4 separate regions of the Sus scrofa genome follow, and regions 1, 3 and 4 are each linked to region 2. Evidence: chromatin contacts called from public HiChIP or PLAC-seq and promoter capture Hi-C data. All regions are on one chromosome and are shown on one strand. The core of a region is the stretch at or near the end of the contact, and the rest is flanking DNA. Distances in the headings are between cores, read along the strand shown.

Region 1 (7,110 bases), core at 1,110-3,609, 420 kb after region 2:
CACTGAGACACAACGGGAACTCCGATTTTATTTTTTAAAATATATAATGACTTCTTTACAGTCAATGAACACACTTATTGCTTGTAACTGGGGCACAAGGCTCCCAGCACCCCACCCTTGGTATTCCATAGTATCTGTCTCCACTCTATTCCAAATCGAATATGGCCCAATTGAACCTATCTTCCACCCTAAATCTGCTATTATTATATTTCTTACCTGGGGGAGGAGGAGGAGGAGGGAGTGGGATGGATTGGGAGCTTGGGATTAATAGATGCAGACTATTGCCTTTGGAATGGATAAGCAACAAGATCCTGCTGTGTAGCTCTGGGAACTATGTCTAGTCACTTATGATGGAGAATGATAATGTGAGAAAAAAGAATGTATACATGTATGTGTAACTGGGTCACCATGCTGTACAGTAGAAAATTGATAGAATACTGTACACCAGCTATAATGGAAAAAAATAAAAATCATTTATATAAAAATAAATAAATAAAACAAATGAACTATTTTTCCTAAGAACACTTGAGGGGAATTGTGGCTATTTAAATCAAAATTTCTCATGACATCTAAAAAGAAAATTTTAAAATAAAACCAAACATATCTTTACTATAACTGTATAACTGAAAGGCAAAAAATTTCAACAGCATAAAATTGTGAGAGAGAGAAAAGAAAAAATAGGAGTTCCCATCATGGTTCAGTGGTTAATGAATACCGACTAGGAATCATGAGGTTTTGGGTTCAATCCCTGGCCTTGCTCAGTGGGTTAAGGATCTGGCATTGCGTGAGCTGTGGTGGAGGTCCCAGACGTAGCTCAGATCCTGCGTTGCTGTTGCTGTGGCTGTGGTGTAGGCCAGTGGCTACAGCTCTGATTAGACAGACACCTAGCTTGGGAACCTCCATTTGCCATGGTGCAGCCCTAGAAAAGACAAAAAGACAAAAAGACAAAAAAAAAAAAAAAAAAAAAAAAAAAAAAAGAAAGAAAGAAAGAAAGAAAAAAGAAAAAATGTTTTCCAGAAAATAAAAAAGAACATAGAAAATCAAGACACTTGAAATCTCCATCATTCTTACCCCTCAAAAAAAGGAATTTAGTAAAGAAATTTAATTTATTGAATTCAAAGAGAATGTTTCACTTCCAAATTAAACACATCAAGAATTTGTTGATATGATAAAACATCAAATTTAAAAAAACCCCTAAAAGCAGAATTGACCAAAGGTAGAATTAGAACTGATTGAATCTATGATATACATAGATCACAGTAAGAAAATAATAAGAAAGACTTGGTTAAAAAGTGCCTTAGGAAGAACAGAATACAATAAATTGTTAAGAAGGGCTATTATAGATAACAGCGAAACAACGAAAAGATTGAAACTGAAAAAATAAAATTTTGCATTTGGAATGGATAAGCAATGAGATCCTGCTGTATAGTTCAGAGAACTGTATCTAGTCACTTGTGATGGAACATAATGGTGGATAATGTGAGAAAAAGAATGTATGTATGTACATATGACTGGGTCACTTTGCTTACAGTTAAATTGACAGAACACTGTAAATCAAGTATAATGGGAAAATTAAACATCTTCAAAAAATTAAAAAAAGATTTTCTACCTGTCAGGATATCCTATTATAATTATTTATGTCTTCGCACAATTAGAATGAGGGCTTGCAAGAGAGACTACTTCATGTTCACATTTTAAAAATGCTTGTTGAAAGAGTAGTGCTTCAACATATTAGGCTTAGGTCACTTTCCTCTCTCTTCAGAAAGAGAATAGTAAGTTTTTTGAACAGACTTACTAAACACTTGTAGGCCAGTCACGATTCAGTGGCGGCTGGGGCTACAAGGGCGAATAAGTCCGAGCTTTGCCCTCCAAGAGAAGTGTTCTGAGTTGAGGAGAGGCGGGGCAGAGGCAAAGAGGCACATCACAATGCGAAGAGGAAAGATCACCAAGGGAAAACGGAGAAGAAAAACCTGGGGCAGGCCTCAAAGTGCATTCTGAGCAGGAAAGTGGTCCCCTGCTTTTGGCAAAAAAGTATTAGCGGAGGGAGGCACCATTATAGTAACTGTGGTCTGCCTTAGCCCTTTGGAAGTTAAAAACTTGGCAGCAGACTGAACAGAAGTCTCAAACCCGCTTTACAATTTCCAGATCGCAGTTTCTACAGTCCTCACGCGCTGGGAGGGAGGCGCGGGGTTGGGGAGCGAGCTCGGATCTCAGTCACTAGCAGAGGAGAGCTGCCGAAAGACATCGCAGGAGGGCTGTGCGCCGCCGGAAGCAGTCGGAAGGCGGAGCCACGCCCCCAGCGCCAAGCCCCCACTCGCTCCCCGCCCCCTGCACGCGGCGCGGGCGGGGCTGAGGCGGAAGGGCACAGCAGGAGGTGACGATGTAAGTGAGCGCCGGCGTCGCGGCTGCAGCTCCAGAGGAAGCTCGGCGGCTGTGGCCGCTGTGAGCAGGCCGGGCACCTCCTGGCTGACGGGGCTTCCCCTAAAGCCGGCGAAGGCGGGGCCACAGTCGGAGCCGCCGCAGTATCTGGACCTACGGCGGAGCAAGTGCCGGCAGCGAGGGACGTAGGTAAGGTGGTGCGTGGGTGTCAAATCAGCTAATGACTTACCGACCAGGTTTGCTGGCCATTCCCGCGCCAGTGCGCGCCAGCTCAGCATCCCGGCCTGGAGGCCTCGAGCTCTGTTCTTCACCCACTGCCGAACCAGAGGCAGCGGATTTCTCACTGGGCTTGCCGTGCCTTTCTGGGGGTGGGGAAGGAGCTCGTCTCGAGAGACTGCTACCCTCCTCGCTTCCTCTCCAGTCCAAGGTGTACCGCGCAGAAGCGGAGAGAGCTTAGCGCCCCCGAACGCTCCTGTAGCCGGGGGAAGAAGCTTTGAGAGGAAGAGCTGCTGATGGAGGCTCCTGCCGTCCTGGGTTTTATTTGTTCGGACACTTCTGCTTCCTTCCTGCTTTTGGTTCCTTCCTTCTTACTCTTGGGACCCTGTTAGTGAACCGGTATGGCACAATTGAATGTTTGGGTGGTGGGAAACCTGCTTTTCCATTCTGTTTATACTGGGCAATATCAGCCCTCGTTCCACTGTACGACCACTCTTTGGGAGGACGAGGGGTCCGGAGAGGATGTTAGGAGATAAGGGTTTTGGACTTGGAAGCAGAAGAGCGGAGTTGAAATCCTGGCCTGCCATTTGGTAGTGGTTTTAATCTCGTATAGACCTTTTTAATCCATGTAGTATGGAACTTTCTTATACCTGTATAAATTAGTTGGGAGAATTAAATGAAGAAAGCAGAAGGTTAATCATGAAATATGTTGGGAGTCAGGTTAAACTCAGTTTAAGAATAACGAGCACATTTAGTGGTAGGTTCTTAATTATGTCTTTTACCCAGAGTAACTAAGCTTGGTATGGTGAAGGATACTGGACGAGACACCAGGATCTTGTGTGATTAAAACCTAACTGCAGTCTCTGCTTTGGATTGGGCAGCATTAGAAAGAAATCAGTTTCTCCTGGTGATCCAGCTGTCTCATACTTCTTGATAGCACACTATTGGTATGTAAGGTGTGACCTAACTCAGTTTTACTCCTTTCTCAACATAGCTGGTAGGCCCTTTCTAGGAGAAAAGCTGGGAGGAGCGTCATTCACACCTTGGCCCACTTTAGAAGGAATTTTCATTTTTTGAGGACTCCTCCCTCTGCCTTTAAGACATTTCTTCATGATGATTGAACATGTGCAGAGAGTAAATAGGAACTTGAATTCTCTGAGTGGCTGGACATTACAACTCTAAATTAATCTGAGGGGATAACCTTTCTATTAGTGAGAGAAAAACATTGGTTTCTCTGAGGTTTAATAGACCTTAAGTTAGAGAAGTGTTTGGGGAGGAGGAAAGGAAGATGCAGTCAGTGACTTGTGGGAGTTGAACCTGTTCTTAAAATTGCTTAGTCAGATAAATTAAGGATACTTGCCTTTCCTCATTGGAACATGATTACGCTCAGTGGAGCATGATGAAGCGCAGTCTTCATTCAGTTCCTTTGACACAATTTGGAATTTTAAGTCATGGATATGGAAGAGACCTTGAGGGTCATCTAATTCAGTGGTTCTAAAACCTGGAGGGGCATCAAAATCAGTTGGGGAGTTAAAACCTCAGGTGCTCAAACACTACCTTAATAGATCTGAAATGGGACCTAGGTATTTGTGGTTTTTAAAAAGCTTTTCAGGTGATACTCATGGTTTGAAAAGGCAGGTGTAGATCATATTTTATTAACACAGAGATATGTGTTAGATGAAGCATCGTGCCCAAGTAGTTTATTACCTTCTATGCCTTCCTAATTTTTTCAAATTTCATTTCATTTTATATTGGAGTGTAGCTCACTTAACATTGTTGTGTTAGTTTTGGGTGTACAGTGAAGTGAGTTAGTTACACATATATCGATTCTTTTCAGATCCTTTTCCCATGTAGGTTATCACAGAATATTGAGTAGAGTTCCCTGTGCTATACAGTAGATCCTTGTTGATTATCTGTTTTATTTAATAGTGTATATATCTTACTCCCAAACTCCTAATTTATCCCTCCCCTCACCCCCTGATCTTTCTCCTTTGGTAACTATAAGTTTGTTTTCAGAGTCTGTGAGTCTTTTTCTGTTTTGTAAATAAGTTCATTTATATCATTTTTTTCTTTTTGGGGGGGGAGCTGCACCTGTGACATACGGAAGTTACTAGGCCAGGGATCAAACCCATGCCGCCACCTGTGGGAATCCTAAACTGGTTGTGCCACAGTGGGAGCTTACATTTTTTAAAGATTCCACATATAGGTGATAGATGATATTTGTCCTTGTCTGACATACTTCACTTATTATGATAATCTTTAGGTCCATACATATTGCTGCAAATGGCATTATTTCATTTTTTATGGCTGAGTAATATTCCATTGTGTATATGTTCCACATCTGCTTTATCCATTCAGTGGACATTTAGGCTGCTTCTAAGTCTTGGATATTGTGAATAGTGTTGCAGTGAATGCTGGAAAACATGTATCTTTTCAAATTGTAGTTTTGTCAGAGTATATGCCAAGGAATGGGATTGCTGAATTATATGGTAACCCTATTACAAGTTTTTTAAGGAACCTCTATACTGCTCTCCATAGTAGTGGTACCAATTTACATTCCCACCAACAGTGTAGGAGGATTCCCTTTTCTCCACACCCTCTCCTGCATTTATTGTATGTAGACTTTTTGATGATGGTCATTCTCTCTGGTGTGAGGTGATAACACGTTGTAGTTTTGATTTGTGTTCTCTCATTAGTGATGTTAAGCATCTTTTCATGTGACTTTTGACCATCTGTATGTCGTCTTTGGAGAAATGTCTATTTAGATCTTCTGGCCTTTTTTTTTTTTGGCTCCACCTGTGGTGTATGGAATTTCCCAGGCCAAATACTGAATCTAAGCCGCAGCTGCAACCTGCACTACAATGTGGCAATGTTGGATCCTTAACCCACTGTGCCAGTCTGGAGATCAATCCTGCACTGCCATGAGCCAACATCAGATCCCCGCATCTGTGACCTGCACAACAGCCCACTGCAACGCCAGATCCTTAACCCACTAAGTGAGGCCTGGGATAGAATCCTTTTCCTCATGGCTACTAGGAGTTCATTACCACTGAGCCATGACAGGAACTGCTGTACACTTAAATTATGTCATTTTCACATTTTTGGAGACATCTTAGAGCCTTCTGACCTCTTCCTTCTGGATTGGTGAATGTCTAGGCCTAAGGCACAGTTGTCACTCTGTTACCATTTTCTTCAGTATTCCTCTTGCTTGTCTCTTGTTTTAGATCTCATTTTCTGGATCTCGTATTCTTTCTTTTTTTTTTTTTTTGGTCTTTTTGCCATTTCTTGGGCCGCTCCTGCGGCATATGGAGGTTCTCAGGCTAGGGGTCGAATTGGAGCTGTAGCCCCCAGCCCACGCCAGAGCCACAGCAACACGGGATCCGAGCCGCGTCTGCAACCTACAACACAGCTCACGGCAACGCCGGATCGTTAACCCACTGAGCAAGGGCAGGGACTGAACCCGCAACCTCATGGTTCCTAATTGGATTCGTTAACCACTGTGCCACGACGGGAACTCCTCGTATTCTTTCTTAAATTACTTCTTCATTTTATCAGAGTACTTCCTGGTGTGTCCCCCTGAGAAAAGGATGCACGGAGGTATATATTTAGATAAACTGGTTTTCTATCCTCAGTTTTGATTGATAATTTGGCTAGATCTAAAATTCTGTGTTGGGGGAGTTCATGTTGTGGATAAATGGGTTAAGAAACCACCTGGTATCCATGAGGATATGGGTTTGATCCCTGGCCTAGCTCAGTGGGTTAAGGATCTGGTGTTCCCTTGAGGTATGGTGTAGGTCTCAGACATGGATCAGATTGAGCATTGCTATTACTGTGGTGTAGGCTGGTAGCTTCAGCTCCAATTTGACCCCTGGCCTGGGAACTTCCAGATACTGCAGGTGTGGCCCTAAAAAAAAAAAAAAGGAAGAAAAAAATTTTATGTTGAAAGTAATTTTCCCTAAGAACTTTGAAAGCATTAATATATTTTCTTTTAGTTTCCAATCTTGGTGTTAAAAATAAGTCTGTTGCCACTTTTATTTCTAATTTTATTTGTGTGTATATATATAAGTATATAAAACATTAATATTGTATATAGATTGTATACAATATATTTATAACTTAAAATATATTTATATAAACATATTTTACATATAAATGTTTTTGTATACTTTGTTTTATATATATATATGATAATATGCTCTTTTGTCATTACCTGCCCATCCCTACCTCCTCCCTGAAGCTTATACATGTTTTCCCCCCAATATTCTAAATTTCATAATTGATACAAGTTGCTTTGAGTCTGTTTTCATTCAGTAGTAGGTCCTTTCCATGTATAAAGTCATGTCCTTTAATTCTGAGAACTTAATTGAATCATATATTTGATACCTCCTTCTTCCTGTACTTAGTTTATCTTTCTGAAACTTTTATTTGGATATTTAATCTTCTGACCTAATCCTTTATTTTTCTTACCTTTCTCCATTGTTTGCTTTTTTGGCCATCCCACAGCAAAAAGGACGT
Region 2 (6,640 bases), core at 1,669-4,168:
CTTCAGGCACAGAAAAAAAAATTTTTTTTAATTTTTAATTTAAAAAAATTATTTCATGTTGTTATCTTTTTAATATTTTTAAAGCCAGTCATTACTTCATACTCATATATACTCAGAGAGAGTTGTTCTATTTAGTGAGAAAATTCTTTCATTTTCTCTTCTACTTCTAAATGTCACAGAAAAGATAAGACTTACATTTTTGAAAATGCATTGCTCTTAACAGAATATTGAGCTTCCAAGTAAGCAAAACCTTTCTGAAACTCTTAAAAGTCAGTTTCATTCATCTAGCAATGAATAAATACCAAATACCTTTTTGTCATAAATACTACAATTTAATGTAAATATGTGGAGATCCTGTTGTGGCTCAGAGGGTTAAGAATCTGACATAGTGTCTGTGAGGATGTGGGTTCAATCCCTGGCGTCACTCAGTGGGCTAAGGATCCAGTGTTGCCACAAGCTGCAGCACAGGTCACAGATGTGGCTCAGATCCAGCATTGCTATGGCTGTGGTACAGGCCTGCAGCTACAGCTCCAACTGGACCAGTTGGTCCAGGAACCTCATAGGCCACAGGTTGCAGTAGTTCAAAGAAAAAAATAAATAAATAAAAAATAAAATTCATGTGCACAGATCCCTCCAAATTTTTTTAAGATATGTGAAAAGAACTGAAGGAATCAATCACGTGTTTCCAAGAGTTAATTACTATTGTTTAAAAAAATTATTATTTAAAATCCATATTGGAGTTCCCTTGTGGTACAAGAGGTTAAGGATTCAGGGTAGTCACTGCAGCAACACTGTGGCACAGATTCGAACCCTGGCCCAGGAACATGTGCATGCCACTGGGGTGGTGAAACAAAGATGAAAGGAAGGAGGGAGAGTGTGAGGAAAGAAGGAAAGAAAATCCATATTAAGAACAATCTAAAGTGTTTTCCCTTTTGTAGACTTCCAGATACCACTGTCTACTGAGGGACTCCAACTTGATTCAGGTATAGAAGGGTCTGGGACCAGAAAACAAGCCATGAAGACTGGCAGAGACAAACATTTAAAGCAATTCAGTGAGTCACTTCATCTTGCCACATTTTAGGTTTTGTCTATACCTACCAAAAATGTTTCATTTAAGAAATAACAGGCTGAAACAATCTGAGTTCCTAATGTTAGCATTACAAAAAAATTTTTAATATGCAGCATCTTAAACTACCTCTAGAAAATCTAAAAAAAGATAATAATCACTTCTATATCTGCTTTATAAATATATATAGTAATAACATATATACACAATAATTTCCTAATTTTCACAATAATAATGACCTGCTTACACACTGGGCAATGCATTATATTTCTAATATAACAGTCCAATCACAATTTTTAAATATTTTAGAAGTTACCATTTTATTCCTCATCCCAATTTTATTACAAATTTTATCACAAATTTTATCAACTTTGACATGATGTTTCATGCCCAAGAGCTAAATAATGCATCAAATATCTAGTTACCGTTACCAAGTAAAAAATAAAACTAGCTTTATAAAATGGCAACTCGCAAACCAGCAATGGTTAAAATATAAAATTTCATTTAACCAATTTTTGCACGTCAAACTCTAGATACATGAAAAGTAAAAAATGTTCTCCGCATCTAACAAACTACCAGAAAAAGTATAGGTCTGCTAAAGAGAGGGAACTAACACTGACCTCCTAAAATGACAAGCTTGAACGGCAAAATTACACTCAGGCACATGGAGTACTCTTTTCTCAAATCACTCCACAGAGAACTTCATCATTTGCTCCGCCCTCTAATAACTCATGCAAAAAAAGTTCAGCACCATCAGAGAGAAGACACAGAGAATTCACAGAATGGCTTGGGGCCTTTCCTCCAGGCAGTAAGAGGATCTGCGTGTGCCTTCGCGGGGGTCCAAAGGAAAAGAAAAACCAGGGGTTTGGGGGACACTGACATCCAGAAACTGATTTTCTCTCAAAGAAGTTTCCGCCGTCATTCCTATTTTATCAACTGGAGGCTCCGGCGCCATCGTCTTAGTCTTTATGATTTTATTATGGGGAGGTGGGAAACGCCACCAAGGGTTCCTCCAGGCCTTTCCTATTCAGGTGGGGGGGGGGTCCCCCTCAATTCCTCTCTTCAAACCTCAGTCTGGAGGGTACTCCTCAGCAACCCCCCACCCCTTTCTGGCGGCCTATCCTCCGAGATCAGTAAAGGCGCTGCTAACGCACCAGCCTCGCCGTTAAGGCGGGAGGGCCCGAACAAGCCACGGCCACAGCGATGGCTTCGAGGGGCCCAGAAAGGGGAAGGGCAGGCCAGGGACTGGGGGAGAATGACCTGGCTGGGGAAGAAAGGAAAAAGGAGGTAAGGGCATGTGCTGCACCCCAGGGCTGCACAGAGAAGAGGAGATGATGAAGGAGGAGGGCGGTGGCCCGGGTGCGGCCCCCCACCTCTCCCGCCCCCAGGTCCTCGGGCCAGCGGGGGCGGATGGGCCCGGCCCATGCCTTGGGTCTGGGCTGAAAGGGGGTGGGGAAGTCTCCCTCTACGCTGCGAGAACACCGAGAACCAGCGCATGGGGTGCGCGGGGGAGGGGAGGCGGTCTCCCGCCTGAACCCAGAGACCCGACGCCGTCGTCGCCTCTTCCTCAGGAGGGAGGACGGGAGCTGAGGGTAAAGCCCTAGGGAGGAATGCTTGAAGGTAAAGGGAAGACCGGGTCAGACCGGCCGCCCGCACCAGGCCCCACTCTCCACCTTCCGGTAACCGCGTCTCTTACCGGTGATGGCGGTAAACTGCTGAATTAACCCCTTCAGCGCCGACGACGCCGCGGAGCCCCCGTGGGCAGCCATCTTACCGCCGCCGCCGCTGCCGCCGAACAACAACACAGACACACACGGAACGCCCTCCCCCACCTCGCCGCACGGTTTGCGCAGACTCATTGACCGCCCCCAAGCTCCGCCCCTCACGCCCCGCCCCCCTCCCTGGACAGTCAGCGCAGGCGCACTTCCAGATGGGTCCCGGAGCGCTGTCCGCTCTCCGGGTTGGCTGTTCGATTGCTGCCTGCCGCCGCATCCTTCTTTACAACTTCTGGTGCCTTCCTCTTAAAGCTCCAAGGCCAGTCTGATAGACACGATATCCGTTACGGGTTTCCTAAGTAAGCTTCGGGCTTGGTAGGTAATAGGCTCTTCACGTTTCAGTTTCACAAGCTTTATTGATAGACCTGAGGATGAAAGTTTATTTTTGTTTTTTTGCAACTCCATAGCCCTCTGTTAGGTTTCCTGCAACTCCCATCAAAGTACAGATCCGGAGTTCCCTCGTGGCTCAGCGGAAACGAATCCAAATAGGAACCATGAGGTTGAGGGTTCGATCCATGGCCTTGCTCAGTGGGTTAAGGATCCAGCGTTGCCTAGAGCTGTACTGTAGGTCACAGACTCGGCTCGGATCTGGCGTTGCTGTGGTGTAAGCCGGCAGCTGTAGCTGCAATTAGACCCCTAGCCTGGGAACTTCCATATGCCGTATCCCCTAAAAAAAAAAAAAAAAAAAAAAAAAAAAAAAAGTATATTCGCATCTGGTCATCCTCCACCTTAAGAATAAAGTTAAAGAGGAGTTCCCTGGTGGCACAGTGGGTTAAGGATCTGGTGTTGTCACTGCTGTGGCTCCTGTCGGGCAGGATTTTCCTTAGGCCACCAGTGTGGCTTAAAAGAATAAAGTTAAAGAAACTCAATTTCAATTCTAGCCTCCCATGCACATTTATTGCCTCTACATAGAGAAATAGCCCAATAAAAGGTGGAACAAGTCATCTGGAGAATTGACCCTTCTAAGAGTCTGTAAATGCGTTTTTGGGGTGAATTTTTAAAAAATAACCAAGTCGTTGGAGTTCCCTTTGTGGCACAGTGGAAACGAATCCAACTAGGAACCACGAGGTTGCTGCTCAGATCCTGTGTTGCTGTGTCTGTGCTGTAGGCCAGCAGCTGTAACTCTAATTCCACCCCTAGCCTGGGAACCTCCATATGCTGTAGGTGCGGCCCTACAAAGCAAAATAATAATAATAATAATAACCAAGTTGGACTGCTGCTGCTACTTTCTTATCTCCAGTACCTGACCCCTCCCAGGACCCATGATGCCAAGGTGATGCCAAGGCAGCTGCAAGGGGTGAGGAACAGGCTTGAGCCCCACGAGAGCCCAGGGCTCACTCTTTTTGGGTCTCCCGGTCCACCCCACCTGAAGAAATAAGTGGTGAATTAGCCCCAAGTAAAAGCACAGTGTATATATCCAACTTGCCCTTTTCCCTGACAAACAATGACTTATATTGGATATCTTCCAGGTATGACAAAGTTGTAAAGGTTACTATAATGAAAGGTAAAGATACCGGGAAGAGTAAAGGGGTTGCATTTATTTTATTTTTGGATAAAGACTCTGCACAAAATTGTACCAGGGCGATAAACAACAAAACAATTATTTGGTAGAGTAATAAAAGCAAGCATTGCTATTGACAGTGGAAGAGCAGCTGAGTTCATCCAAAGACAAAACTTCTTTGATAAATCCAAGTGTTATGAATGTGGGGAAAGTGAACACTTAAGTTATGCCTTCCTAAAAATATACTTGGAGAACGTGAACCTGCAAAGAAGAAAAAGAAAAAGACAGAAAATTCCTGAACCAGAAGAAGAAACTGAAGAAGCAGAAGAAAGTGATGATGAAGGGGAAGATCCCACTCTGGACAGCCTCAGCTAGGCCATAGCTTTCCAGCAAGCCAAAACTGAAGAAGGCCAAAAAAAGAAAAAAAAGGCAGAAACCCAGTTCGGGGGGGTGGGGGGGTGTCCCTCAACGTCAGATGATTCAAGACGTCCAAGGATAAAGAAAAGCATGTACTTCAGTGATGAGGAGGAGCTTAGTGATTAAAATTATATTTATTATGTAAATATCATTTAAAAATTTTAAAGGGTGGAATACCAAGTTTGGTTGAGATGAAGGATTGCTTTTAGAATTTGAACATCAGAACCCTTAGTACCAAAGAGGTTTTTTTTACTTTAAAATGGTTTGTAGGAAGTTGAAAAGTAATTTAAAGTATCATGTTTCTATCTTGCATCAAGATTTGCTAATAACCATTAATCTTGAAAACAGTTCGTTTGAATAAAAAAGAAAACTTAAAATGAAAAACAAACAAACAACTTGGGAGTTCCCATAGTGGCACAGCAGTAACAAACCTGACTAGTATCCACGAGGACTTGGGTTCAGTCCCTGGCCTTGTTCAGTGGATTAAGGATCCAGCATTGCTGTGAGCTGTGGTGTAGGTCTCAGTTGTGGCTGGAATCTGGTGTTGCTATGGCTCTGGCAAAGGCTGGCAGCTGCAGCTCTGATTCAACCCCCAGCCAGGGAACTTTCAGGTACACCCCTAAAGACAGCAACAACAAAAAAAGTCAAATCAAGGTAACCATAAGATTTTAGCATTGGCGTATAAGAAAGCAACTCCTAATTAAGAGTATTTTCAGTTAGTCAACCAACCTGCCAAGTTGCTGCTATTCTCTGGGTGGACTGAGAAAGGCTATGAACAGTCCTGGATTTGGGAAACTGGTTCACACTGAATCAGAGGTGGGAGGAAAAAAAAAAAAAAGGAGAAAACCAGAGCAAGAAACAGTGTGACCTCTTCCTTCCTAAAAGCCTTAATCCTAAAGTCTGTGTCACTCTAGCCAACCATTCAGAATTGGGTACCAAGATGGTCTAGCACCACTCACTAAAAAACTAGATGCAGTTTTTCCTGCACTTCCATTAACTGGAAAGGCTAACAATGAGATCCTTAGGTTTATTTCCAAGGTCTTAGGGTTCAAAATATAGTGATCTGATTTCTACATTAATCTTGTGAAAAAGTGGTAAAGGTAGTGGCATTCACAACTCTAGAAAATATTTTGTAGAAATTTTAAAATAAGCTAAAAGAAAAGAAGTCAGGAAATTAATAACAGAACCTTGAAAAGCTTTTTTGGATTATTGAAGAATATGAAAGATCTTTAGAATCACAAGAAAATATGTCTAAATATATCCCTCAAATCTTGGAAAACATGTTTTTTAAAAAATATGGAGTATCCTCAGGAAGGAAATTAAACTGCAGAAAGTATTATACATTAAAGAATGGAAAATTAAAGTTTTATTTTATTTTAAAAATCCCCCCCCCTTTTTTTTGGCTGTGCCCCAAGGCGTGTGGAAGTTCCTAGACCAGGGATTGAACGCAAGCCACAACAGTTACAGAGTTGAATCCTTAACCACTAGGCTATCAGGGAACTCCAAATATTAAAGTTTTAGGGGGCGAAGAGCAAATATCCCCAAGCTAAATATCAGTTACAAAAATAAATAAATAAATATCAGTTACTGTTTGAATTATTTCACCAAATTACACTAGGATTTTGTTTTTATGTTTAGGTCTAGTTTTAAGACCTCCATCTCAAATTAGTAACATGTTACCATAATATAAGGGAAGAACAGAGTAAGTGAGAGAGGGGATATTGAGATAATATGATTCACCACTTATATTTTATCACTACTCTTCTGAGGTTCAGGGAGTTTGAAGGAGTTATTCAAGGTCATACGGTGGAATAGAGCCTGCAGTTCAAATCCCTTTAATCTTAGGTAAATGGACTATACTTTGTCACTGTGGTAGTGTGG
Region 3 (7,551 bases), core at 1,810-4,309, 270 kb after region 2:
CCATGATAGTCTCAGGAAGATCTGCAAATGTCAAAGAACCTAGAGGTAAAGCAGCACAGGGATGATATCTTCAAATTCAGTTCTATTAGAGAATTACTACAGGAACATAGTTATTTAATACCTGTTCATTGTAGGAAACTGGGGCAGGAGTGGGGAAGGGGAAGGAACATATAAAATAATCACCCTGATTCCTTCCAGTCTTTTTTCTAGGCATAGTTGTGCGTGTGTGTGTATTTAGCTACAATATGTTTTTTATATTATACCTATTTCCTGCCATTTAAATTTAACAGCTTATGTAATTTTGTCATTAAATGTCTTTCTAAAATGCAAATTTTTATGACTGCAGATGTTTTGTCCTATGGATATACCATAATCTCTATCATTCACCCCTTACTATTGGTCATGAGAATTTTTACTCTTAGGGTCAGAAAGAGGAAGACAAATACCATATGATATCACTTATATCCGGAATCTAATATATGGCACAAATGAACCTTTCCACAGAAAAGAAATTCATGGACTTGGAGAACAGACTTGTGGTTGCTGAGGGGGAAGGGGAGGGGGAAGGAGTGGGATGGACTGGGAATCTGGGATTCATAGATGCAAACTATTGCCTTTGGAATGGATCAGCAATGAGATCCTGCTGTATAGCACTGGGAATTATATCTAGTCACTTATGATGGAGCTTGATGGAGGATAATGTGAGAAAAAGAATGTGTATATGTAGGTGTGACTGCATCACTTTGTTGTATAGTTCCCATCATGGCACAGCGGAAACAAATCCGACTAGAATCATGAGGTTTTGGGTTCGGTCCCTGCCCTTGCTCAGTGGGTTAACGATCCAGCGTTGCAGTGAGCTCTGGTGTAGGTTGCAGACACGGCTTGGATCCAGAGTTGCTGTGGTTGTGGCATAGGCCAGCGGCTACAGCTCGGATTAGACCCCTAGCCTTGGAACCTCCATATGCTGTCTCGGCCCTAGAAAGGACAAAAAGAAAAAAAAAAAAAAAGAAAGAAATAAAATTGACAGAACACTATAAACCAGCTATAATGGAAAAAATAAAAAATCATTTAAAAAAAAGAATTTTCACTCTTAGGAAATGGATCATATATAAAAAACTGCTTTTTCAAATTATTGAGCTCTGCCTCTGATCTGACACAATGATCCCACTCCATCCCTTCTTTCTTCTTCTTCTTCTTTTTTTTTTTGTCTTTTGTCTTTTTAGGGCATCCACAGCACAATGGAGGTTTCCAGGCTAGGGGGTCTAATCGGAGCTGTTGCTGCCAGCCTACACCATAGCCACAGCAACCCCAGATTCGAGCCACGTCTGCAACCTACACCACAGTTCACCGCAATGCTGGATCCTTAACCCACTGAGCGAGGCCAGGGATCAAACCCACAACCTCATGGTTCCTAGTCGGATTCGTTTCCACTGTGCCACGATGGGAACTCCTCTTCTTCTTTTAAACAAATACTACTCCCAGTTCACCTCACTAAAATCTGTTCTGTTAGTAAATTTTCTGGGAGATCCTACTGAGCACAATATAAATTCCACACACTCAAGCAAGTAGCTATGTTAATAAATGATGGGAGTTCCTGTTGTAGCACAGCAGAAACAAATCTGACTAGTATCCATGAGGATGTTGTTCAATCCATGGCCTTATTCAGTGGGTTGAGGGTATGGTGTTGCCCTGAGCTATGCTGAAGTTCGCAGATCCTGAGTTGCTGTGGCTGTGGAGTAGGCCAGCAGCTGTAGCTCCGACTGGACCCCTACCCTGGGAACCTCCATATGCCGAGGGTGCAGCCCTAAAAGGACAAAAAAAAAAAAAAAAAGATGTATTCACATGATATTCAGTAATGTAGTTTTTTGACTATACTCTTTTCTTTTTACAATTAAACTTTTATTTTTACTAAGTAATGTTAGTATTCTGTTTAAACGTAATATAATTCCATAAGGCGTATAATAAAAAACTGTGGTCCTCTGCCCTTCCCCTCTCCAATAGGAAAATAGTTTCAATTCTTTTAAGCGTTTCTTCCAAAATTTATCTCCATATTTCTTAACAGCATGCTTACACTGCTATTTTCAGTTGTAGGTAATATCTTCTGACATCTTTTCCCTCTTTAAGACATCTGTCCTAGAGCTCTCTGTTCTGCTCCAATCTGCATTGGATACTCTCTACTTTGCTTATAGATTTAATCCATAAGACAAAGGACATATTTACTCAGCTCTTCTTCCTGGACATTAATCCCTTTCTCCAGGGATCAATGACGGGCAAAATCTTAACTTAAAAGTGTACGGGTTTTGCCATCAGGTAGACGACCCTCTTTCTACCCACGTCCCCATTAGGGCAAGGCTGATGTTCTTACCTACCCATAGAGACGTAGAGAAAGTGCGTCTTCTGCAGGCCAACGTCTAAAACCTCCGCAAGCAGGTTGTTTTCCCCAACCGCATTGCACAGAAGAGTTCTAAATTTAATTTTGAGGGCCGGGCAGAGCCTGGCGCTGCAGAAAGGCGACAGCCATAGCTCCAAAGACGTGACTGTAGGGTGAAATCCTCAGCAGGAGGACCGCATCCGCAAACACTTGCAAGTGGAGAAAGACGCAGAGAGCTCGGCTAGCCGACTAGCTGAACAACGTGCGGGAACCCGGGTCGGGCTGAGACCACCAAGAGATTCCCAAAGCAACAGCCCGGGCGCATGTCACGGCGCTTGCGCTGTTCCTCGCCCCGCCCCCAACCAGCAGGGCGAGGGCGTGGACGGCGAGGGGGCGGGGCCATTGCCTGCCGCGAGGCCGGAACTTTCGCGGGCCTAGGCTCCCGGGAGCCGAGCAAGAGCGGGACAGCAGGCGTGCGCGGAGGGAGTCTTCCGTTCAGGTCGCTAACTCTGTGACAGCGCGCTCTAGGAGCGGAGCAAGGCTTGTGTAGGTTCTCACGACCGCATTTGGTCCCCGAGCATTCTTCCCAGGTGCGCGTTTCCGGCGTCCTGGCTACCGCGGCTGTAGCCGGCCGGGCCGTGGCCTGGCTCTTCCTCTGGGAGGTGGCTGGGCTCACCTCTGCAGACCCAGTCTTCAGCACGGCCCCCACCGACGCTGGTAAATGGAGGGGCGGGGCTTCGGGGTGGGGGGCGGGATTTAGGGCTGAGCGGGTAGGGAGCAGGCTGAGATCCGGTGTCCTCTCCTTTCCACGGTTGCAGAGGTATTTCACTTTCCCCTGGCTCGCGACACTAGAACTGTAGGTTGAGCTGCACAAAGTTAAAAACAAAGGTCACAAGCAGCTGCAGCGTAGGTGGCAACTATGGCTCGGATCTGATCCCTGGCGGGGCGGCCAAAAAAAAAAAAAGCGAAAGAGGCCGAAATCCTCTTGCCTATCCGCTGCCCCGATTGCGTGGCTTCTGGTTCTCTAGAGAGTCAGGCTTTGGCGTTCTGAAACGGGACTGGCCTCACTATTACTAAAACATTGTACAGGTAGTACCGTCGTGAAGCGTCTTAATGCTCTTGGGATGCATGAAGCTTCTGACCACCAGGGGACCAGCAAGGGCCTCAGTGTGAGAATCCCAATCTAGAATTATAGAGGTTCGCGAGGCGTGGAAAGGGGAGGACAACTAGCTTCGTTTTAAAAACATTTTACTGATAGACCGTATTGGGCTGGGGTGTCTTTCTGATTCAGGGCTGGGTTAAGCGAGTTGATACCCTTCTTTGGGCCCAAGTCCGTGGGCAGGAGCTCTGTGCTAGGTGCTGTGTATCCAGCCCTTGCGGAGCTTGCAGTGTAGTAGGGAAAATGGATATGTGCAGTAGTAATTACAATAAAGGGATGACGTTTGATAGAGAAAGTCAGTAAAAACCAGGTGAGTTCTCCATCAGTAAAAGGAAAGTGTTAGATTAGTACCTGTCAGTCAGTGCAGTTCTGCTCTTTTGTTTGTTTGTTTGTTTGTCTTTTTAGGACTGCACTGGCAGCATATGGAAGTTCCCAGGCTAGGGTCGAACCTGAGCTGCAGCCGCTGGCCTACACTGCAGCCACAGCAACGTGGGATCCTACCTGCGTCTGGAACCTACACCACAGCTCATGGCAACACCGGATCCTTAACCCACTGAGCTCGGCCAGGGACCAAACCCAAATCCTCATTGGTACTAGTCAGGTTCCTTAACCCCTGAGCCACGATGGGAACTCCCCAGTTCTACTTTTTTGTGTTTCCATATTAAGTCCCAAATTTATTTGAAGAGAGGATTATTAGGCCCAAAAGAATTTTTAAACACTCGACTTACTGATATCTAAAAGGCTCTTCCAACAATGGCATTTTGTGATTAAAAATGGGTCATTTTGGGGAGTTCTGGTCGTGGCGCAGTGCAGATGAATCCGACTAGGAACAGTGAGGTTTCCGGTTTGATCCCTGGTCTTGCTCAGTGGGATAAGGATCCGGTGTTGCTGTGAGCTGTGGTATAGGTTGCAGACGAGGCTCGGATCCCACGTTGCTGTGGCTCTGGCGTAAGCCGGTGGCTACAGCTCCGATTCCACCCCTAGCCTGAGAACCTCCATATGCCACGGGTGTGGGGTGTGGCCCTAAAAAATAAATAAAAATGAGTCAATTTTCAGAGCCAGTTTAGGCCACAATAACCAAGTAATATATTTAAATTTTTTTAAATCAAAGTATCATTGATTTATAATGTGCCAGTATCTCTCAGTGGTTAATGAATCCGACTAGGAACCATGAGATTGCGATCCTTGGCTTTGCTCAGTGGGTTAAGGATCTGGTGTTTCTGTGAGTTGTGGTGTAGGCCGGCGGCTACAGCTCTGATTAGACCCCTAGCCTGGGAACCTCCATATACCGCAGGTATGGCCCTAGAAATGGCAAAAAGACCAAAAAAATTTTTATATATATATATATTTCATATATGTATATATATGTAATTTTACATCATGGTCTGTCCCAGGAGATTGCATATAGTTCCCTGTGCTATACAGGAGGACCTTATTGTCTATTCATTCCAAATGTAGTAATTTGCATCTATTAACCCTAAACTCCCAGTCCATCCCACTTCCTCTCCCCAAGTAAAGTAATATTTAAGAGGAAAAAATCTTGAAGGTGAATTCGGATGCAACAAATTGATTTTGAAAATGGTACTTTTGCCTTAAAAATCATAAATAATCTAGTGTTTGCTCTACTGTTTGTAAGTTAGCTTTTCTACCACGACAAGATGAATGAGATTTACTATTCTCTAGTGTATATTCCAATAGAATTTAATCCTGTTAATCTGACCTTTATTTCCAGTATAATTTATAGGGAGATGTGAGCCCTTACCACTTCCATTAAAATTAAACATTGAGGAGTTCCCATTGTGGCTTAGTGGATTAAGGACCTGATGTTTCTGTGAGGATGCTGGTTCAATCCCTGGCTTTACTCAGTAGGTTAAGGATCTGGCATTGCTGCAAGCTGCAATGTAGTTCACAGATGCAGCTCAGATCCAGTGTTGTCATGGCTGTGGCCTCAGCTGCAGCTCTGATTTGACCACTGGAAACTTCCATTACGTTGCAATAAATAAATAAATAATAAACAAACAAACATTGAAGAAACATGGATTTATGCAAGAGATATTCTTATATAAAGTTATTTGGGAAAAGATGGTGTATGATTCTCCAAAGCAATTAAGGATTTCTTTAAATAGCTAGGAGAGTGGAAATATCTTAGGCTTTAAAAGTCAGGCAAATCTTGTTTCTAATCAGTCACTTTACCTAGTTTTATGATCTAGACAGTCAGTAACTGTTTATAAGTCAGAGTTTCCTCCTATGTACAAATGGCAATAATTTGTTTGCCTATTTTGCTAGGTTGTGAAAGTTAAAATACATATGAAAGCCCCAAGTAGAGGATCTGTCATATAGATATTATTTAGTAAATTTTATTTTTCATACCTTCCCCCTTCCTTCCCTTGTATATTTCAAATGTTTCCATCTCCGTGTCATTTAAAAAAAAAATCTCAGGAATAATATCTAATGGACTTGGCTACATAAATAGTATACGGCTTTCTGTGTGTTTGTTTTAATTTTCTTCTCACACACTTGCAGCTTTTGAAAGTGGAGTAAAATTCCATAGCAAGATGCCTGGACAGAGTTTGTGATGATTAGCTGAATTTTTAATTTTATGAGGCTGACACTGAGTAACAGTTTTTTGTAGTTTTTTGTTTTCTTTTCTTTTTAGGGCCACATCTTCAGGGTATGGAAGTTCCCAGGCTAGGGGTCGAATTGGAGCTGCAGCTGCTGGCTTACACCACAACCTCAGCAACACAAGATCCGAGCCACATCTGCAACCTACACCACAGTTCATGGCAATATCAGATCCTTAACCCACTGAGCAGGGCCAGGGATGGAACCTGAATCCTCAGGGATTCTAGTTGAGTTTGTTACTGCTGAGCCACAACAGGAACTCCTGAGTAAGTTGTTTTGTTTTGTTTGTCTTTTTATGGCTGCACCTGCAGTGTATGGAGGTTCCCAGGCGAGTGGTTGAATCAGAGCTACAGCTGCCAGCCTACATCACAGCCATAGCACCACAGGATCCGAGCCGCATCTGAGACCTACACCACAGCTCACAGCAATGCTAGATCCTAAACCCACTGAGCAAGGGCAGGGATCGAACTCGCATTCTTTTTTTTTTTTTTTTTTTTTTTTTTTTGTCTTTTTGCTATTTCTTGGGCCACTCCTGCAGCATATGGAGGTTCCCAGGCTAGGGGTCGAATCGGAGCTGTAGCCACTGGCCTATGCCAGAGCCACAGCAATGCTGGATCCGAGCCGCGTCTGCAACCTACACCACAGCTCACAGCAACGCCAGATCCTTAACCCACTGAGCAAGGGCAGGGACCGAACCCGCAACCTCATGGTTCCTAGTCGGATTCGTTAACCACTGAGCCACGACGGGAACTCCCAAACTCGCATTCTTATGGATACTAGTTGGGTTTGTTAACCTCTGAGCCATGACAGGAACTCCCTGAGTAATAGTTTTAATGTCTTGACTTCCACATGGAGTCAGTATAGTGAGATCTCTGGTTATTCTCAATTTATTAAGAAACTCTTTGAACCTTTGAAAGGCCTCCAGTTTTTGTTTTTTCTTTAAACCCTTCTAATGTCTCCACAGACGTAATGTACCATTTTCTCAGTTTTCTACATGTAGATGGTAGAATATAGAAGTTGCTAATTTGTATCTGATACTCAATTTCAGGGAACCAGGATTAAAATTGAGTTTTCCTGGGAGTTCCCATTGTGGTGCAGTGAGTTAATGATCCAGCTTGTCTCTGTGGAGGCACAGGTTTGATCCTCAGCCAGGTGCAGTGGGTTACGGATCCAGCATTGCTACAGCTGTGGCATAGGTAGGATTTGGTTCCTGGCCGGGGAGCTTCCGTATGCCATGGGTGAGGCTGAAAAAAGAAAAAAAAAATTGAAATTTCCTGGCTCTTTGGCCAGTATCTTCTTTTTGGTATCCAGGATCACTTAAATAAAGTAATATAAATAACAAACACTTACATAGAGCACTTGCGTTGTGGTTGGCCCTGTTCGAAGTGCTTCTACATAT
Region 4 (7,336 bases), core at 4,401-6,900, 310 kb after region 2:
AGTGACCCAGTCATATATCTGTACACTCTTTCTCATATTTCATCATGTTCTGTCACAAGCGATTGGACATAGTTCCCTGTGCTACACAGCAGGAGGGAATAAATCTGTTGTAATTTGCCACATACAGCTTGACCTGGTAATAACAGTTCTTTCAAAAGGTGTGTTCAAGAACTTAGATGTTGAAAAAAGCAATCCGGTGCCATAAAGCAGAAATATTAGAAATCTTTAAAATGATGAAAATTTCAACCCAGTCTTGTTTAATAGCTGTTTGGTGTTTTCTTATAAGAAAGAATTCCATGTTTTCCAGGCATTTTTTTCCACAGTGGGATTAATATAGTGGCATTAAAATAGAATTATATGTCAGTTAAATTCACTAACATCAACATTTTGAAACACAGTTAGACAGGTAGGGGATCATGGTGCTGTTTTACCTCTTAAGAATTCGTGTGTGGGAAATTCCTGTTGTGGTTCAGTGGTAACAAGCCCAACTAGTATCCATGAGGATGTGGGTTCGATCCCTGGCCTCGCTCAGTGGGTTAAGGATCTGGCATTGTGGTGAGCTGTGGTGTAGGTCACAGATGCAGCTTGGATCCCAAATTGCTGTGACTGTGGTGTAGGCTGGCAGCTACAGCTCCAATTAGACCCCTAGCCTGGGAACTTCTATATGCCGCATGTTCGGCCGTATAAGGCAAAAAAAAAAAAAAAAAAAAAAAAGAATGTGTGTGCATATACATAAAATCTTTATTCTCTTTATTTTTTGGCCATGCCCATGGCATGTGGAAGTTCCCAGGCCAGGGATCCACGCCATGTCAGTGAGCCAAGCCACAGCAGTGACAACACTGATAGGCCTTACTGATAGGCCACCAGAGAACTCCAAAAAAAAAAAAATATTTTCTTTTGCATATCAAAGCCAACTTTTATCAGTATTTTTTTTTTTTTTTTTTTTTTTTTTTTGTCTTTTTGCCTTTTCGCCTTTTCTAGGACTGCTCCCGAGGCATGTGGAGGTTCCCAGGCTAGGGGTCTAATTGGAGCTACGCCACAGCCTACGCCACAGCCACAGCAACGGGGGATCCGAGCCACTCTGTGACCTACACCACAGCTCACGGCAATGCCAGATCCTCAACCCACTGAGCAAGGCCAGGATTGAACCCGAAACCTCATGGTTCCCAGTCAGATTTACCAACCACTGAGCCACGATGGGAACTCCTGCTTTTATCTGTATTTAAAGGTTTCCAAATTAGTATTTGAAACTAATTTGAAACTAATTATCAGATGATTCAGCCATTGACTCATTTATATAGGTATTCAGAAGTGTAATAAAGATCTCATTGTGAGTGAAGATACTTTGATAGGATTTTTCTTGCCTGATAAATGGTTGCAGATGACATCACTTTTGATATAATAGAACATTTCTGGTTTTGAACTCTTTATATTATCTTCTTTGGATACTTAAAAAATGAATAAGCACTTTTGGAGTTCACACTGTGGCACAACAGATTGGCGATTTCTTGGAAGCACTGAGATGCAGGTTCGATACCCAGCCAGGCACAGTTGGTTGAGGATCTGGCATTACCGAAGCTGTGGCTTAGGTTGCAATTGCAGCTCAGATCTGATCCCTGGCCTGGAAACTCCATATACCATGACCAAAAAAGAAAAAAAATGAATAAGCACTTTAGTTTTTAAAAATCAGTTTTGGAATTCTGTGTGTGGTCTCTTTTTGTTTATAGCCAAGAAAAAATGGGTACTGTTCTTTCCTGGTCATTGTGTTCCAGTATTTTTTTCAACTTTTATGGTTTATTTTTCTCAAAGTATCATGTAATGTTCTTTGGATGAAAATAACAGAGACATATGCTCCTTCAACTAAGGGTGGTGGTGGGGGCAGACTTTGTTGTGTGTGTGTGTATCTCAGTCATTTACCAGAAACTTAGATTATTTAGCTACATCTAATAGAGGATAGTACATGTATGGCTTGGGAACTGGGAATGTATATTTCTGCTCTAATTATTTCAGAATATAATGAATTCAAGGATTATTCTAGTCAGATAGTCTATTCATTTCATGACACTCATTTATATTTTGATGATTGATGCTAATTGCTATGATATGGAATCAAAGAATTTATGGTGAGGTGACCTCTCTGTGACCTCCCCCAAACTTATAAAACATACTACTGGCAGGTAATTGAATATAGGATTTGGGTAAGTTGAGAGAATGAAATAATGTAGAGTAAGTATGCTCTTCAGGATTGTCCTAGTCAGTGATAGGATGGTAGGTTTAGCCATCTCTCTGATTTCTTGCCCCTCAGACATTACTTCTGGGATTACCGTCTTCCTGAAGTATATCTTTTATAGATGCCCCTTCAGTAACTCCCTGTGGTTAGTAACATCTCTGCTTTTGTTTGATGATATCTTTATTTCACCCTCACTTCTATGACTGATAGTTTAGTGAGGTATATAGTTCTAAGTTTATTTTCTCTTGATAGTTTAAAAATATTTTTCCATTGTCAGATGGTACCCATTGTTGCAGTTGAGAAATCTATGCTAAATTTAATAGTTGTTTCCTGGTAAGAGATGTCTTTTCTTTCTTGTTTCTTTATCTTTGGTATCCTGCAGTTTCACTTTGTTGTATTTGAAAAGATTTCCTTCACTTATCCTGGTTGAGATTCACTTTGCCTTTTGAATCTGAAGGTTCTTGCCTTAAATTAATTCTGGAAAATTCTCTGCCATTATCTCACCATAAACTACCTCTTTTGATTTTCCTTTTCTCTCTTACTTGGGTTTCTCATTAGGAATGATGGAATACCTTCACAATCTAACCCACCTCTCAATCTTTCTTTCATATTTCCTTTGTCTCTGGGCTGCTATCAATAATTTCTTTAGATCTAGCTTCCATTTTACTAATTCTCTCTTCAACTGTATGTAATCTGCCACTTAACCCAAACATTGACCTTGGTTTCAGTTATTATATTCTTTATTTCTCGAAGTTCTGCTTGGCTCCTTTTCAAAGCTCTTTTGTCATTTAAAAAAATAGTGTCTTGCTTTCAGAGTTCCTGCTGTGGCTCAGCGGAAGCAAATCTGACTAGTATCCATGAGGACACAGGTTTGATCCCTGGCCTCGCTCAGGGGGTTAAATCCAGCGTTGCTGTGATCTGTGGTGTATGTCACAGATGTGGCTCAGATCTGGTGTTGCTGTGGCTGTGGTGTAGGCCAGCAGCTGCAGCTCCGATTTGACTCCTAGCCTGGGAACCTCCATATGCCGTGGGTTTAGCCCTAAAAAAAAGTGTCTTGTAAAAAAATAAATAAAAAGAAAAAAAAAAGAAAATGTCTTGTTTCTTATTCCTGTCTTACTTTGCTTAATCATTTTAAGAAACATTGGAATTATAGGTTATGGAATATAAACTATCTAAAGTTCATGGGTGTCATTATTCTGTTTATGGTTTCTTTTGATTCACTCATGGCTGATTTTCTCAGATGTGTTGTCATTATTTTTTGGATGTTCATGTTTAACTTTTTCTTTTTTTCTTTTTTGGCCACACCCATGGATTACGGAAGTTCCTGGGCCAGGGATCAAATCTGAGCCACAGTTGTGACCTATGCCATAGCTGTAGCAATGGTGGATCTTTAACTCACTGTGCCACAGCAGAAACTCCTTATGTCTAACTCTTGATAGCCTGTTTATCTCTGGGAATCCTTTCAGTTCTGGATTAAGAATGAGCCTGTGCAGTGAGAATTTGTATTTGTTTCTTCCAGACCTCTCAGCATTACCAGCCTGGGACACTTTCTTGACTTGAGGTTTCCCAGACAGTGTAGGTACTGTAAATTTGACCTTTCAAATTTGAATTCCAAAGGGTAATTTTTTTTTTCCCTTTGATGCCAAGTCCAGACTAAAACACACAGATATCTGCATGTCTCCCTGGACTGGTACAGGGGATTTTTTTTTTTTTCCAGTCTATTCTTATTTATTTATTTATTTTTATTTATTGTCTTTTTGACTTTTCTAGGGCTGTTCCCTCGGCATATGGAGGTTCTCAGCTAGGGGTCAAATTGGAGCTGTAGCCGCTGGCCTATGCCACAGCCACAGCAACACGGGATCCGAGCCGCGTCTGCAACCTACACCACAGCTCACAGCAACGCCAGATCCTTAACCAACTGAATAAGGCCACGGATTGATCCCACAACCTCATGGTTCCTAGTCGGATTCGCCAACCACTGAGCCACGACGGGAACTCCCTTCCAGTCTATTCTTGGAGCATATAGCCCTTTGAGTTTTCCAGCCTTGTGCAGGATTGCAGTCCCAACTCCTTGAACAGGGCCAAGGCCTTGTCTTTGGTCTCTTGTCTCTTGTGCAGTCAGTAAAACCATGGAGATTTGAGATAAGTAGTTTCTTTCAACACAACTTTGGCTTCACTGACATGCTTACCCCTCCAATTTCTTGCTCTCCCTTTGGGTTGAGTGGGAGTTTGGAAATCTGTCAGAGGTACTTCTCTTTCTTAAAAGCTTAGTTATGCCTTTGAAAGGATGTTCTCTTTTATCCAGCAATGTGTTTTTAATAGTGGGGGCTGTTTTTCAAGTTATCTAATAGTGTGCCATATTGCTCCTTGAATCTTTTCTCTCGTACTTTCCACATCAGTTGAGTTTTTTGCTTCACATCTATCAAAAGAACATACCCATTCTCCATTTTCACTGCTATCTCTTATGACAGTCATGATTACTGCCTCCTTTCTTCATTCCCTTCTATTCTTGAAAACCCAGAGTCCATTCTCCATGTAGCAATCTAGTGACCTTAAAGTATAAACCAGGAAACCTTCCTTCCCTGCTTACAGCTCTTTAATAGCTTGTTGGAATAAAATCCAGCCTTCTTACCATGTCATTCAGGATCCTCTCTGACCTGAATCTTGTCTCCTCAGGTGTTTTTTCACACTGCGCTACTCTTCTTGCACTAACTCCAGTTACACAGACCCTCTTAACTGACCTTAGAAAGTCCCCCCCCACCTCCTTCTGCTTGTAATGCTTTCTCCTGGGAGTTTCTCATGGCTGTCTCTTTCTGTTCTCAGCTTAAATGTCACCTCCTTAAAGATGCCTTCTCTGGCCAACTTATCCAAAGAAATCATCCTAGTTTTTTCTTCATACCAGGTATCACTATTTTAATTATTGTGTTTTCATATTTGTAAGTTACACAAAGTGACTTGTGTTCACCCTTGTATTCCTGATACCCAGCAGTGTCTGGTACAAATTAGACACCAAAATATTTGTAGAATTAGTGAACACATTGATGAACTCCTCCTCCTCCATGAATAAAACAGAGGCATTAATTTGCAAGGAGGCGCGACTTAATTTAGCACCAAAATACATTAATAAGAGTTGTAGGTAAAGGGCAAAATGGGTAACGGATGAATTCCCAGAAACAAATGTCTTAGAGCAGGTTCATATAATAACAGTTGTCTTTCAGCGTCTTTGGTTGGCACAGACCTGAGTGGAGACAATGCTGAATTACACGAGGCACTGGCTGTCTCTGTCAATAAAAAGAATACTAGAGATGGAGGGAGGGAGGAAAAGAAGAGAGATAAGAGGCACACATCTCTAAACTACAACTCCCAGCAGCCTCCGCGTTTGCCTGCCCACTGGGAGGCGGTGCCTGTCTCCGCCCGGTGGAGCTCCCGCCTTCGGCCCCGCCCCTGCCCGCTCCCCGCCGTCGCCCTCCCCCAGGGTTGTGGCCACGCGCAGCGGCAGCGGTTGTTCCGCTTCCCCTCTGGCCTGGGCCGTCGCCATTGCCGAAGGCTCCCTGCCCTCCCCTCCCGGCGCCCGCGGGGCTCGGCGGCCGCCCGGCCTAGCAGTAGAAGCCGCGGCGCTCCAGCGCGGCTCCACTTCCCGCCCCGCTTCCCCTTCCCTCCCCTCCCCGCCCCGCGTCGCTCTCTTGCTCGGGGCGGCTCCTGATCCCGCCAGGAGCTCGGCCGGAGGCTCCTCGCTGGGGCGGGGACCTTTCCTCGCCTGGGGTAAGTGTGCAGACAGGCCGGGACGCGGGCCGTCGCTCTCCTTCCTCCTTCCTTCTCCGCGGCCTGGCCGGCGCGAGCGGCCCGGGGCAGCTGACCTGCCCCGCGCGGGGCCGGGAAGCCGCCACCTGCGTGCCTGGAGCGGCAACTCTTGGGGCGGTGGCTCATTGTCTGCGCCCTCGGGCTGTTTTCTTCTCCGGTTTTAGCCTGAAATGGGAAGCTTGCTAGGCTGGTGAGTTCTGACTCTTCCTGGACCCGGCCCTGCCCTGAACCGTGTCGCGCCAATCTCTGCTCTCTGTCGATCTCCCTTCCCTCGCGTTTCAGCCTTCTCTTTTTCTCCATTTACTTTAGTGTTCGACTCACCGTTTCGGGGTTTTTAACTCGATTTTTTGTCTCTTACCGAGTTCCAGCCCCACCTTGCTACCTTTGGTCATCCCAGTTTCATTGCTTAGGCATATTGTCTGTAGTCCCCTTACTGGTTTCTAAACTGTAATCTGTGATATCTTCCATATTCCGGATCAGTAGAAACTATAGTTTTCCGAGGGTTTGAGGGCCTCCGCTTGATAACTGAGCTTTCGTATCTTCTCGTGATTCTTTGATCTTCAGCCAGGAGATGAATATTTGCTTCCTTAGGTAACTTAGGTGAAGGTTAGCTTTCACCATGTTTGGCTTTCTTTAAAATAACACACACATGCAAAACGGTACCGAAAATTCCTCAGCGGACTCAACTTTTTGACTAATTCTTTAAAGATAGAGTCATCCAAGAACTGAAGATTGGAAAGCAATTGCCATTGTTGTCAGTTGTCGTGGGGTTGTACCCGTCCTTGTCTCTTATCTTTAATGGAAACACTCTGGACAGTGAGAGCGTGATTTCTTTCCTCCTTGATGAATAATGCCAACTCCCATTGGTATAATTATCACAGTTTTGTCTTACAAGTGATCTATAGTTTTTTGTTTTCTTTTTAAAGCTCTGTTAAAAGACAATCAAAATGGTTAGGCCTAAAATTAGACTACGACGAGCAGTGTTTTGGATCAAGGTTGTGCACGTCACGTTTTTTCCCCTCCTCTGTTTGACTCTTCCGCTCTTGTAAGTAGGCAGGATATTGAAATGTAGAAGAATTTGCTCTGGGGGTTTGTTTTTGTAGGGTTACTCAAAAGAATAACATTAAATAAAGTTAGATTGTGATGAAGGCAGTGAATAGTAATTTTTAAAGCAGGTTAGAACTTGTCAACTTTGCCAGAAGCTCTGCGGCATTTATAAAACACACTTATAATAACTTCTACATGTTTTATATATGTGTATTTAAAAAATATGCATGTGAATGAAAAGCTTTGTTCATGTTCTTC

Evidence for each region. Promoter capture Hi-C pulls out the DNA fragments that hold promoters and counts their contacts. HiChIP or PLAC-seq counts read pairs in DNA pulled down with a chosen protein or histone mark.
Region 1: a contact with region 2 is called in a promoter capture Hi-C map of liver, with 2.8 times the contacts expected there. The contact joins the promoter of SENP5 here to the promoter of UBXN7 in region 2. A contact is called at or near these places in 2 of 5 promoter capture datasets (fetal liver and liver), 1 of 47 Hi-C or Micro-C datasets (liver) and 1 of 2 datasets of contacts at active chromatin or transcription factors (alveolar macrophages).
Region 3: a contact with region 2 is called in an H3K27ac HiChIP or PLAC-seq map of alveolar macrophages. The contact joins the promoter of CEP19 here to the promoter of UBXN7 in region 2. A contact is called at or near these places in 1 of 5 promoter capture datasets (liver) and 1 of 2 datasets of contacts at active chromatin or transcription factors (alveolar macrophages).
Region 4: a promoter capture Hi-C map of liver shows a contact between it and region 2, with 4 times the contacts expected there. The contact joins the promoter of PAK2 here to the promoter of UBXN7 in region 2. A contact is called at or near these places in 2 of 5 promoter capture datasets (fetal liver and liver), 1 of 47 Hi-C or Micro-C datasets (liver) and 2 of 2 datasets of contacts at active chromatin or transcription factors (alveolar macrophages and skeletal muscle).

Annotation. Positions count from the first base shown.
Region 1 is chr13:133,264,717-133,271,826 of Sscrofa11.1, reverse strand. It overlaps SENP5 (sentrin-specific protease 5), which reads left to right and starts at 2,359. Exons shown (of 11, transcript XM_005670099.3): 1 at 2,359-2,568.
Region 2 is chr13:133,686,061-133,692,700 of Sscrofa11.1, reverse strand. It overlaps UBXN7 (UBX domain-containing protein 7), which reads right to left and starts at 2,918. Exons shown (of 11, transcript XM_021070161.1): 1 at 2,763-2,918. The coding sequence starts at 2,835. It also overlaps the pseudogene LOC100620593.
Region 3 is chr13:133,415,525-133,423,075 of Sscrofa11.1, reverse strand. It overlaps CEP19 (centrosomal protein of 19 kDa), which reads right to left and starts at 3,059. Exons shown (of 3, transcript XM_005670114.3): 1 at 2,370-3,059. It overlaps PIGX (phosphatidylinositol-glycan biosynthesis class X protein), which reads left to right and starts at 2,887. Exons shown (of 6, transcript XM_005670119.3): 1 at 2,887-3,088. The coding sequence starts at 2,887.
Region 4 is chr13:133,381,820-133,389,155 of Sscrofa11.1, reverse strand. PAK2 (serine/threonine-protein kinase PAK 2) reads left to right here and starts at 5,650. Exons shown (of 16, transcript XR_002337855.1): 1 at 5,650-5,992.